2 separate regions of the Cricetulus griseus genome follow, and region 2 is linked to region 1. Evidence: chromatin contacts called from public Hi-C data. All regions are on one chromosome and are shown on one strand. The core of a region is the stretch at or near the end of the contact, and the rest is flanking DNA. Distances in the headings are between cores, read along the strand shown.

The links. A called contact is a pair of places that touch in the nucleus more often than the background predicts.
Region 2: a Hi-C map of liver shows a contact between it and region 1, with 5 times the contacts expected there. The contact joins the promoter of Mrps23 here to the promoter of Vezf1 in region 1. A contact is called at or near these places in 7 of 8 Hi-C or Micro-C datasets (the CHK-Q cell line, the CHL-YN cell line, the CHO-K1 cell line and 2 more).

The regions. Positions count from the first base shown.
Region 1 is chr7:101,251,983-101,258,282 of CriGri-PICRH-1.0, reverse strand. Vezf1 (vascular endothelial zinc finger 1) reads right to left here and starts at 3,295. Exons shown (of 6, transcript XM_027426296.2): 1 at 3,090-3,295. The coding sequence starts at 3,122.
Region 2 is chr7:101,385,580-101,391,879 of CriGri-PICRH-1.0, reverse strand. Mrps23 (28S ribosomal protein S23, mitochondrial) reads right to left here and starts at 2,506. Exons shown (of 4, transcript XM_035447874.1): 1 at 2,310-2,506; 2 at 1,403-1,573. The coding sequence starts at 2,353.

The sequences.
Region 1 (6,300 bases), core at 2,046-4,545:
ATGGTCAAGAACATCTATCCCACACTGTTCACTTAATGACAGTTCAGCAGCTGTGCCTACAACCACTCTCCCTAATGGTTAGGAGGCATGGCATCCAAAAATAGTGGTCTGAATTTAATAATTTTGACTTAAATGTCCCTTAGACTTTGGAATGACACTCAGAAATTGTAGCTACTAAGGGGTATCTTTCCAGATTCCATGTCCATGCTGAATTACAGTTCACTTTTCATCTAATGTGTGCAGCTCTTTTAACTTGGGGGTCTATCTACCCAGATGTACTTACAGAATTTGGTCCCTAATCTTACTCTTTTTTGAGCTAACTAGGATACCCAAGTTTCCATACTGAATACAAACAGTTAAGAGCTGAAGCTACCTCAAGATATACAATTTCAAAGGCTAACAGATCACACGCCATGGAATGCAAATCTTCTGGACAAAGTTCAAACTTATAACATTTCGAGCTATTTTTCAACTCTAAACAACTATTAGCAGGATGGAGTACTAAAAGAAATCATTGTCATTTTACCAATCCACATGTTTGTGAATACAGATTACTTTTACAGCATTACTGATGCTCACTCTCACAAGGGTCGCTCCCAGGTCCCTGCTTCTTGAGTAAAATGCTGTAGAACTACTAGAAACACTTCTCTATAAAGCCAGCTAAGAGGGCAATTTTCCTCAGCTTGTTTTCTGAGGAAGAGAGTTAAATAAAAAACCATGGCCTGTCTTCAGTGAAGTGATTTAATTCTCAAATATAAGTTCTCAGTAGGCTTTTATTTGACTATCATCATCATCACATCAAAGTTTAAATTTCATCTTCTAACTCAAGTGCACAGCTCTAGCCCTGCACAAGCTTTCCTTTTTCTGGTGCTGGCAAAAGACAAACCAGAAATGTTATTTCATCACTCAGGGTGGTAGGATGTGGAACCATGAAATCTCCGTTGCCAGAGGGTAAAAGATTTTGTACTGAAACAAATTAGCATTGGTGAGTCATATCTTGAATGCCCTGTTAGAAGAATCATCCATCAAATATTTTAAGAGCTACACTTTCACTTTCCACCATGTTATCTGGAAAGCAAGCAGGTTATTAAAATTTGTTTAAAGATATAAATTCAACAGGATGCTCCAAGAGACAGTTTCATTCTCCCTTTCCCCAGTGAGTAACTGAAAACTGGCACTGAATGTCTACTTGTACCTTTCCATAGGGGAGACTCAAAGTCTCTTTACTCTTAACTCTAAATTACAGCTTTTCCAACAATTTTCAGCACATACTGCCACGTCCAGGATCAAATATGAGCTTTCACATTTCCTCATCAGGTGGGAAAAAAATTAATAGGTTGGCGTTAGCTTTTTCCAGGAAAAGAATAGTTAAAATAGCCTTTCAAAAGTATTTCATGGGATCTTTCAACTAGCTTCCCAGAGATAAAACTGTGGGTTTCTCTTTTACATAAAGAACTTGTTTTGTTCGTTCTCCATTAAGTTCACAGATACTCCATCTAATCCTGTTTAAACCACTTCTATGGCTCATCAGTCCTTTATTGTAAAATGACCATTTGTAAGCGTCTTCTAAAGAAGGCATCTGCCATCTTTGCACCAACCCCCAGGCCAGCTAGCTCTGTATTTCTTTGCCAATGCATTTGTAAGTTGATTATCACTTTATTAACAAGTTCATCAAAGCACAATAAAACCAATACTAGACCAGGATGATAAAGTGGGAAGTTCATGAGTTCCAAAATCTTAGGAATTCCCGATTTTAGTAAGCCATTTATTGCATTAATTACTTAAAATCAAAATGCCCACACTTGAAAATATGCCTTAATACGACAAGCCAGGTTACACAATAGGTCATTTTGCGTTCTCCAGTTCCCTATATTAACTCCATCGAGATGGGACCAGATGCTGAGAGGATAATCTTTTGAGGATTCTGCATTTCCAAAGGTCTCAAGCGCCTAAGCTACCCGTTTGGAATTTTACGAAGTATTCATAAGAAAATAACTCTGAGGCAGGCGCGAAGGACACACTTTAAAAACGACGAGCTTCCTAACCTCCGGTTCTGAAGTTTCTACGTGAGCTCATCTCTACTGCTCATCAATGTATTTGCAAACAGAAACAAAGCGGGGGGGGGGGAGTTCCAAACAGTTCCAAAAGTGGCAGGGGAAGGGTATGGTTAAAGTGCCCGCTAAAGACACACACGCCACCGCTGAGACTCATCTGGGGGCTTTGTAAGCGGACTTTGCGCTCGCACTCCGCTTCCCGTCGCCCACTGGGCCGGAGCGAACGTTCGAGCGGGCCATGAGCGAGACGCGCTCGCTCGGAGAAGGTCGGGCCTGCAGGAGTCCCGGCCCCGCTGCTCCCCGCTCCCCGCCCCCGCCCGGCCCGGCCCCGCCAGCCCGGGGATTCCCCAAGCTCAATGGGACCGCAGGAGAGCTGGACAGAGGCGAGGGGACCAGCTGCCAGGGCTCAGCTAGGACTCGGACTAGGAATGGAAAAAAGTTTGCAGAGGGGAACCACGCTCGCAACACCCCCGGTCGGGTACACCCGAGGGGGCGGCGAGAAGGGGGAGTGGCGGCGAAGCCAGAGATACCCGCTATTCGCGGGATGTGGGAGGAGGGTCAGAAAGTCAACACACAAGCACACACACAAAAAAGAGAGGTGACGCGAAAGCGCGAGCGAAAGATGGATGGGGACTCGGAGCAGGACCCGGGGACCCCCTCGCTGCGCCGCGCGGCCGGATCGGGCGCGCAGTGGCCGAGCGGCCCGCGCTACCCAGCGGCCCGGCGCCCTCCTTTCTCTGGGCCGCGGGGTGGTGACAGCGACCGGCCTCCTCCCTTCCCCTTCGGGGCGGGAGGGAAGGGTGTGTGTATGCGTGTGTGCTGGGGGGGCCCCGGATTCACCCCGAGGCCTGCTTCTCCCCTGCACCCCGTGAGGCCGCCTCCTTTCACCCCGGCGGCCGGGCTCCGCCGGAGCGGGCGGGCGGAAAAACAAAGGGGGATTAAGGCCGGGCCGGAGAGCGGAGCCGGGAGGGGAGGAGCGCCCGCCCGAGCCCGGCCCGGCCCCCCTGGCCCCCGGCCCCCCGGGGCCCCCAGTACCTGGAACAGGAACGCGGTCCAGTTGGCCTCCATGGCTGCGGCGGCCGACCCCCCTCCTCCCCACTCCCCCCGCTCGGGGAGCCTCCTTAGCCGGAGGAGGCGACAACAAAGCGGCGGCGGCGCGGCGGCGGCAGCGGCAGCGGCGGCTCCTCAACATGGCAGCGCCGAGCGCGGCCACTTCCGGTAACCTCCGGGACGCACCACCGCGGCGGCGAGCGCGGGCGGGGGGGGAGCCCCGGCCCGGCCGCCGCCGCCCCCAGCCGCTCCGACCCCCTCCGGGCGTCCCCGCCGCCGGCGCGCCGCCTCGGAGCTCAGCCAGTGCCCGCGGGCGGTGGGGTCAGGGCGCCCGCGCGGGGGCTGGGGTGGGCCGGGGGCGGGGATGGGCGCGGCGCGTCCCCCCCCGCGGGGGTGTGTGATGCTGCGGTCCGTGGCTCAGGCAGCTGGAGCAGGGGGAGCTCAGGAGAGAAGATGGAGGACGCCAGGGTCTGGCGCTGGCCCGCTGGGCACAGCTGGGTTGCCTTGCGTGACTCTGATTCGGTGCCCAGCGGCGTCGCGTCCCTATCATACCCTTAGCAGCAGTCAGAGCTCCGGTCAATCACCTGTCTCTTCAGACGGTCAGCGCATCACAGCTTCCACCTACGAACTAGGGGAAGCTGGCTTCCAGTGTCGCTGCCCTCCGCGATTTTCATTCCTGGCCAGCGAAGCCCTCAGCACTCTTGCTAGAATAACGCCATCGCCCTTTGCGTGGCCTTCCAATTTGAGCAGGGAATTCCACTAGGGTACAGCCTTAGATCCTCCTAGTGTGGAGGGAAACACTTCCCACGCGCTCAGATGTCATTACTGGGTTATTCTTGGGTGAAGGACTGTGCTTCCCCATCCTTCCCTTTCATTCCAGATACAGGAATTATATTTTAAAAACCCTCTCACGCCAGGCTTAAAAACGAACAATAAAAACAAACGAGAAAGTATAGAGACAAAATTATTTTAGTCTCTTAGAACATTTTCACCGCCCCTCTTCCCCGAAAAAAAAGTCAGACTTCTGGTTGGACAGCGTCAGATGTCACTGAGGTGACCCCAGTCTGTTTGCAGTTCCCAGTCTTCTGTGTAGGAGTCAGCCACTGCTACTGGTTGGAATCTGTAGATCATAAGCCCACATGAAGTCTTGAATGTTTTCTATCCTTTCCTCACATAGGGGTAGCTACTGTGAATATCAGAGACAAACTACTATTAAACATGTGCCTCCAGTCCAAAAAATCTGTGGTGGGGAAATGAGCAGGCAGGCTCCATCTATGGTATTTTTACAAACTTTTTTTTTTTAATTCCTCAGATGGGCACATTATTTCAGGACTTCAACATATTTCACACTGACTATATCCCCTCAAGACACTTCTAATGAAAGACACATTTTCAACCTCCCCCAATATATACAATCCAAGTGGCATAGTTGCAGAACTCAGAATAGAAACTGAAGAGGTACAGTACCTTGATCTGTTTTTCCACCCATTAAACAAGTAAATATATTGCCCTCCCACTCTTCCATCAGTCACCAGAATAAAGGGCCTGGGAAATGGTGTCTGCTCCCTTTTAGTGTTGACTCCACATAGATACTGCCTGGAGGCCTTGGGTATGAAGGAGAAGTCCAGCAGTTGGGATGGATCAGTAGCAGTAACCACCAGACAACTGGTCAGCCTAAGACAGGAGGGGACAAAATGAGTTTCTGATATATCCCTCAGCTAAACTGCTTCATGTTCCCTGTGTCCATTAGTCTCTTTTGATATTTCTGAAAGCACAAGTTTACAGGTACATGTAAAAGAACAAGATAATTAACATATGTTCTTGCACTGACCTTGGACATAGTATATCCTTGTACTTTCATTCAGTGGATAACTAGTCTCTGCTTCTTCCCTCCCTGAGAAGATTCACTTCAAGGTCTGTATGTATGTTTGCTTTCCCTCCTGTGAATAGCTGCTTCTCTCTTTAGCTGCTCTTTCAAAGTGTGATTAAACACAAAACCATTCTAATGCCAATACTATGGTATCTAGGAACCCCTTCCCCAGCAGTTTCTCATAGCACTTCTCAGTAAGGGTTTCCCCATGACAGGAAGTAGAGGTCAAGTAAAAACAATTAAGCACTCATACAGAAGAGCTAGATTTTAGGGGGAGATAGCTAATTTCACCTCTATCCATAAGACAGAACCAGAATTCCTGATTGTTCCTCAAACTCTTGCCTAAAAAGGAAATTAACAATCTTTTAAAAATGTTCAAATTGGCAAGGTGGTAGTGGCTCATGCCTTTATCCCAGCACTTGGGAGGCAGAGGCAGATGGATCTCTGTGAGTTTGAGAACAGCCTGGTTCCGGGACAGTCAAGACTGTCACACAGAGAAATCCTATCTCAAAAAAACCAAAAACAAAAATTCAAGTAGTATTTTTAATTATGGGGTATGTCCATGTGGAAGGCAGATTCCCCAGGAGGTCAGAAGAGGCTGCTGAATACCCTGGAGCTGGGGTTACAGCAGTTGTGAGCTGCTGCTACGTGATGCTGGGAACTGAACTCAGGTCCTCTGTAAGAGCAATATTATACACTTAATCACCCAGAGATCGCTCCAATTTAATGAAATATAAATGTTAGATATTTTTCGAAGAAAACCTCCATGATGTCTCAACATGTACTCAAAAGCAACCAGAGTCAACTGTTTTAGAGGAATATAATCAAACCAACTAAGATCACAGACTCCATACTTAAAAGGGGCATTTCTACCTTTAGGAGACTATATTTAACCATAAACAAAATGAATCCTTCTTCAGAGGCCTGTTTCCACAGTTGTATATTGAAGTTCAGTCAAGTCTGCATACAGTATATTTAACTCAATTATTAAAATCAACTTTCAGTGAATCAACCAATGGTTTCTAAGCAAAAAAATAAAAATAAAAAACAAACAAAAAACAGTACGTGCATCCACCCCAAACAAGTCAGGTTCCAAATTCACTCTGTTCGGACTCCCTTTACCTCAGGCTGTCACCCACCCAAATCTAAACAATAAGGACAGAATCCCATGGGGGCAAACTAAGGGAAAAATGCTATGTAAAATTCTTAGAATACTGCTAAAATACAACAGGTGCTAGACAAATATTTTTGCTGGTTCATGAGTTAAATTTCTCACTCTGAAAGAGGCAGGTTTTTTTCTCTCATTATCTCATCCCAAGAACCCTA
Region 2 (6,300 bases), core at 1,257-3,756, 130 kb before region 1:
GTAAGAAAAAGTCTCTATGTGTGATTATTTGAGAAATGGGTGACAGGCCCTCAAAAGAGCAAAAGAGTAAAAAACAGCCAACAACATCCTCTGGCCTCCTGGGGCACCTGCATTCACATGCACAGAGACATATAATTAAAAATGAAAATAAATCTTAAAAACAACAAAATACCAGGAGGCAGAGGCAGAGGCAGGTGGATCTCTGAGTTAGAGGCCAGGCTGGTTTACAGAGTGAGTTCCAGGACAGCCAGGGCTACAGAGAGAAACCCAGTCTTGAAAAACTGAAAAACAAAACAAAACAAAACCCCTTTTAAACAGCATCCTCCTTCACCTTTACAACTCTAGGGTTTTGTCTTACAATGTGAAACAAGATTACAGGGACAATGTTTCCAAAGTGACAAAGCTAAGTTCCAGGAGCTGCCTTCAAACCACTACCTCAAAAGTTGGGTGATGGGTGATCCGTTCTCTCTCCTTCATGCTTTCCTTTCATTTCTCAATTTTCTATAATCAGTATGTATTAATATGCCAGACAAGGTGATACATCCCTATAATGCCAGGAATCCAGAGGCAGGAAGATCCCATGTCTCAAGAGAAAAAAAAGAAGAAATGCATGCTAAAGAAATAAAGTAGGCCAACACTTTTCCTCAAACTTCTGGTGATGACTACTTTAAGTGCTTTGCACTCCTAAGCATCCTTTCCTGGTGGCTTCAGTGATTGTTAGACGTTAAATCCACAGACCATGTTCCTTCCAAAGAAGCAACTTAAGCTTGGAGTCAGATGTAATTTCCCAGATCTGCCACCCTCCTGTGCAGCCATAGGCAGTTAACCTCTTGAGCCTCATAGTTCTCTTGAATAAAACAGAAGCAATGATTAACTGACTACTTTGACAGGGTTAAACTATATGAGATGATGTTTGTGAAGGGCTTATCATGGTACCTCAAAAAAAAAAAAAAAAAGAAAAAAAGAAAAAAATGACTGCCAGTAAACAGACAACTTTAGTTACAATGTTATGTCAGTTTGGGGGCTTCAGATTCCACTTCTTAGAAGTTCTGTTTCTGCCAGGCAGTGGTGGCACATGCCTCAAGTCCCAGCACTTGGGAGGTAGAGGCAGTTGGATCTCTGAGTTCGAGGCCAGCATGGTCTACAGAGTAAATTTCAGGACAGCCAGGACTATACAGAGAAATCCTGTCTCAAGCGAACAAACCAACAAACACTTCTATTTGCTCTCACCACAGGGAAGGAGACATCATTTTACTTACTATACAAGACCAACCCCAGGAAGCATGCCCCTGTCACCAACCCCAGGAAGCATGCCCCTGTCAGCTCGTTAGCAGACTTCTACATAAACCTTCCTTTCTGAAGGTCTGTTGTGTCATGCTCACTACAAGAGATAGCCACTCACGCTCGAATCTGATCTTCCCGGTAAAAGATGTCCTGGATGTCGGCTTTGGCTTTGCCATATCGCAAACGGGGCCTTCGGAAGACAGGCTCTCTCAGCGGCGGAAAGGCCTCATATACGTCAAACCACAGCGGCTTCTCCTTCAACACTCCAGCACGCATCAGATTCCTCGTCCTTAGAGGAAATAGAACCAAGGTCAGTCGATCACAATGGCCTGCCAAAGTCCCTGAACCAACTCAAGGCAGCCCGAGCAGCACAGCACAGCACAGCACCGGTGAGCTGAGCACGACTTCCCACATCCCACAACAACCCAGCAAAGCCAAAGTGTTGAGTCCCGTTGTTTAGGTCTCACGTAGCCTAGGACAGCCTTAAGCTCAGTACGCAGTGGAGGATAACCTTGAACTTAGTAGTGACTCCCTGAACTCCTCCAGTGCGACAATTACAGCGTGCCCACGCCAGGTTATCTTTTTGTTTTGACAAAAGTCCAACAGTAGCCTGACAGGCCTGACTTTCGCTACGTGGCCCAGGCTGGCCTGGGTCTTGCGGCGATCGTCACGCTTCACCTCCCAAGTGCTCAGAAAACGGGCAGGGGCCACCACACTCAACTTGAAGCCACTCCGTCTTCTTGCTCGTATCCCATCCCCCAGCCCAGCCACCGTTCCATGGTGGAAACGCAAGGACCGTCCGGGTCAAGCCCTTCAGCGTCTTCTTTATTCTAGGTCTCCACGCAAGTGGGGTGGCAAACACAATCTTTAAAGCGACGGATAAGGAATCCGAGGGGACGGCGACAAACATCCCGAGCCAGGAGGGAGCACGAAGGCTTCTCACGGCTCGGACACCCGCAACCGCGTCCCGCTCCAGCCACGCCAGGAGGGTCGTGACCCGCCGGGAACCCTGCTCACTCACGCACCGGGTAAACACGCTCCCAATCGTCTCCAGCCGGCTCCCCGCCATGGCCACCTAGGGCAGAAAGCCACTAGCTACGGCCGGAAGCGGAAGCAAACAAGCGAAGGGGGAACAAGCCGCTGGCCGAGCCGAGGATCGCAGTCTCGTCTCAGCGCCATCCGGAGGGCGGAGCCAGGCAGAAGCAAACGACGGGCTGAGCTGGCGCGGCGTTGCTCCCGCGGCGCGAGCGGGACTCAGGCAGGAGCAATCGATAGCCGGGCCGAAAGGGCGGGAGTGCGCCAAAGCTACGCGGGAGTAGTCAGTGCAGTTCAGGGCAAAGACTGAGTGTGGCACTTGCTTTCTTCTTTCTGACTTTGGGGAGCTTCCTTCCTGCACTTCCTGCCCCAGGTCGGGCAGTGTGGAGGGCTCGCGGAGATTAGGCACATCCTACAGTCGGGGCAGCCATCCAGTCTTGACATTTGAGGCCACCAGCGCCAGGCTCGATTAGGCCTAATCTTGGCCACTCGGGCTACGCAGGAGGAAACTGAGACCCAGCGAGAGGCGACGTCACTTTCCCAGGTGACACGACCGTCCAGGCCTCCTTCCTTTAACGGGGCTCGCTGGAGCAGTCTGCTCTCGCGCCCAGTGGAAAGCCGCCTGCAAGTAGCGCTTCCTCCGCTGGAGGCGGCACTCGCCCGCCAGCCCGCCAGCCCTGGAGTTTAAAAAGTGACAAACGTTCTGAACTAACGCGTCCGGAGAAGGAAACTGAAAATCTGGGGGGAAAGTAGCCTGTCCGTGTTCAGCTGTTCAAAGCATGGGTTTTGGAGGGATGGGTGCCTTAGATCAGGAGAGGCACTCCATAGAAATTAAGGCACTTATTTGTGCAAGGGCCGGCATCGTTGTTTGTAGCTACAAGACTAAAAAGAAAAAAAACAAAAAAAAATCCATCGGGCTGGAGAAAGCTCAACAGTTAAGAGCACTGGCCCAGGTTCGAGTTCCAACACTCACATAACCACCTGTAACTCCTATTTCAGGGGAATTCGATATCCTCTTCTGACCTCTGCAAGCACCAGGCACAAGCATATATGCAGGCAAAATATCCATACACATATAATTAATTAGTTAGTTAAAATTCGTCGAATGGCCGGGCTGTGGTGGCGCCTGCCTTTAATCACAGCACTTGAGATGCGGAGGATCTCGGAGTTCGAGGTCAGGATAGCCAGGGGATATGTAGAGAGACCCGATCTCTCAAAACAAACAAACAAAAAAGTAGCTGGAAAATTAGAGTTCATGCGTTCTGTGAGACCTTATGCAGCTATTAAAATTAGCAAACTAGGTCCATTTGTATCTACCTAGATTAGAGTCCATGGCTTGTGGTTAAATGAAAAAAAAAAAAGAAGAAGAAGAACAAACTACATCACTCGAGTGGGATTCCAGCCTGTAAGAGGGAAAAAAGAAAACCATTCACATGTGCCAGTGTTTTATAAAACCTGTGCCAAAGGATGTGGGACTGTGGACTTCAGTTATCCGCAGGACAAAAAATACAAGGGTGAATTCAGAAGTGGTTTTCTCTCCTTATTTTGCCTTGCAAAGGTTTGTATTCATATGTAAACTTTTTGACCCAATGAATGTTTTGAATCACACACTAGGTCTCCCAGGAGCCCATTATCTTTCTTTGTCCTTAGGAAAAACTATGAGGTCATCTAGAAATCCTCTCACTCTAAGGGAGGTCTCTGAAGGGAAGGTGGAGAATGTTTTCAGGGCAATTGCGGCTTGTTTATGTTATCTCACAGATAACTCCGCCTACCCACGGCGTTGCTATTATCATTCTCATTATGGATGGGAAAGCAAAGCCGTAGGAAGTTAATTACCTTTGTCTGATATGCAACGGATTTAGGCCCAACCTGGGCACCCCACAGTGCTTGCTACCTTAACTAGCCTAATGCTGGAGACTGGGGAACTGAAAGGCTGTAAGAAAACTGGCCTTAGCAGCTGGAGATGCTGAGGCCTAAACTGAGAGATGGGCATCACTTCTGCCTCAAAACTCTAGCCCCGGGGGCTGGAGTTGTGGCAGATCAGTTAAGTGCATATATTTCTCTTTCGAAGCACCTGAGTTCCCAGCATCACAACGACCTGTTAACTCCCACTCCACAGAGACCTGATGGCTCTGGAGTTCGTGGGCACCAGCCTGTACCTACACACACACACACACACACACTGAGAGTAGTTTTGAAAATAAAATAATTCTTTTAAAAAAGAGAGATGTGTGTCTGCAAGTCCACTACCTATAAACCAAGACATTATACTAAGTGTTTAACCTTAAAAGGAAAGGAAAGGAAAAAGGAATCAACTGTCAAGAGCTCCTAGGTCCTGGGTCCCTGAGATCTAGGGGAATCAGCTCTGGGGAGTAAACATGCTCCTAGCTAAATATAACCTTCCCAGTGCTCAACAACTTTCTAATTCTGTCTGTGTACGAGCTATCAACCGGCCTAGACTACAGACATACTTCCCTTCTCACTCCAAGGCCTGCCCCTGTAAGCTATCCCAGTCTATGCTGCAAAAGCATTAGAAAGGTTTATTCCAAGTTCACGGAGGAAAGCTGAGACATAAAGAAGAAATTACAAAGTGGGGGCTTTTTCTCTCTAAATTATCCTGGAGTGATCATCTTTTTTTGTTTTGTTTTGTTTTGTTTTTCGAGACAGGGTTTCTCTGTGTAGCTTTGGAGCCTACCCTGGTACTCGCTCTGGAGACCAGGCTGGCCTCGAACTCACAGAAATCCGCCTGCCTCTGCCTGCCAAGTACTGGCATTAAAGGCATGTGCCACCGTGCCAAGATCGTAATTTATTGAGATGGGCTATCAGTCTATGGATACCACTCAGTTGGTAGAATGTTTGTGTAGTATTCACAAAGTCCAGCATCAAATGAAACAGGATATGATGATGCACATATATCATTCCAGGTCTCCAGATGCAGAAGCAAGAGAATCAGAAGTTGAAGGTCATCCTCCCCAACAAAGGAACTTTGAAGCTGAGCTATGTATATAAGTCCCTGTCTTAAGGCTGGGAGGAGACAATTTCACACTATACAGCACAGGGTGCCTTTAAACTCACTCTATAACCTAGGCTGAACTCAAACTCTCTGAAATTCTCTGGCATCGGCATACCAACACATTGGTTGGGTGTTGTAGGAATTTAGTGGCATCACTGTTTCGGGATAACGATTAGAAAGAACAGCTGTTTTTTAGAGGTACTTTGACCTTGAAGAATTCTTGTGGAAAACGGTGATTGCTTTGCTGAAGGGGCATGACTTGGGTTACAAGACCCTAGGCTGAACCTTCCTGCTGCCACACAGGCCTTAAATTTTCATCTTGGAATGTCTTCTTTCTTCAACAGATCCACACTACAGGATGCATCCTGATAGTTTGGGACTGGGTATTTCTGTAATGTGGCTCTTTACCTTGGAGGTGTCTGCCTTCTCCCTTCATCTTATTATGGTCTTTCCTCTGTGAACAAAGATATGTGTGTTTAAACTCGTATGAGGACACCAGTCGTATTGGATTAAGGTTCACCCTTGTGTACCCATTTTAACTCCATTGCTGTTTTAGAGACTGTCTCCAAATGCAATCACATGCTCATGGAGTCGGGTTAGAATTTCAATATATGAACAAGGCAGAGGTAGTTAGGCTATAACATTGCATAGTAAAAAATGAACACTCCTATCAGCCACCTGATCCACGTTTTTTCCCTTCTGCGGCTCTTCACCTTGCCCTACACTGCAGGACCCAGGAACCCCAGCTTCTGTAGACTGCACAGACCTGTCCTTGCTCTCTACTTCCAGCTAGATTCTAGTTGACTCTGAAGTAGAAGGCATTGGCAGGGGACTGGGCTTTCTCCCACCTCTCCTCACACTCCAAGGACATAGGTCACAGCCTACCCTGAGCCGCTCTATACAACTGTCCCTCTGATCTGGTTCAACTTGTTGAACTGTGTTCTCTACATTAGTCTTGGGGTCCAGTC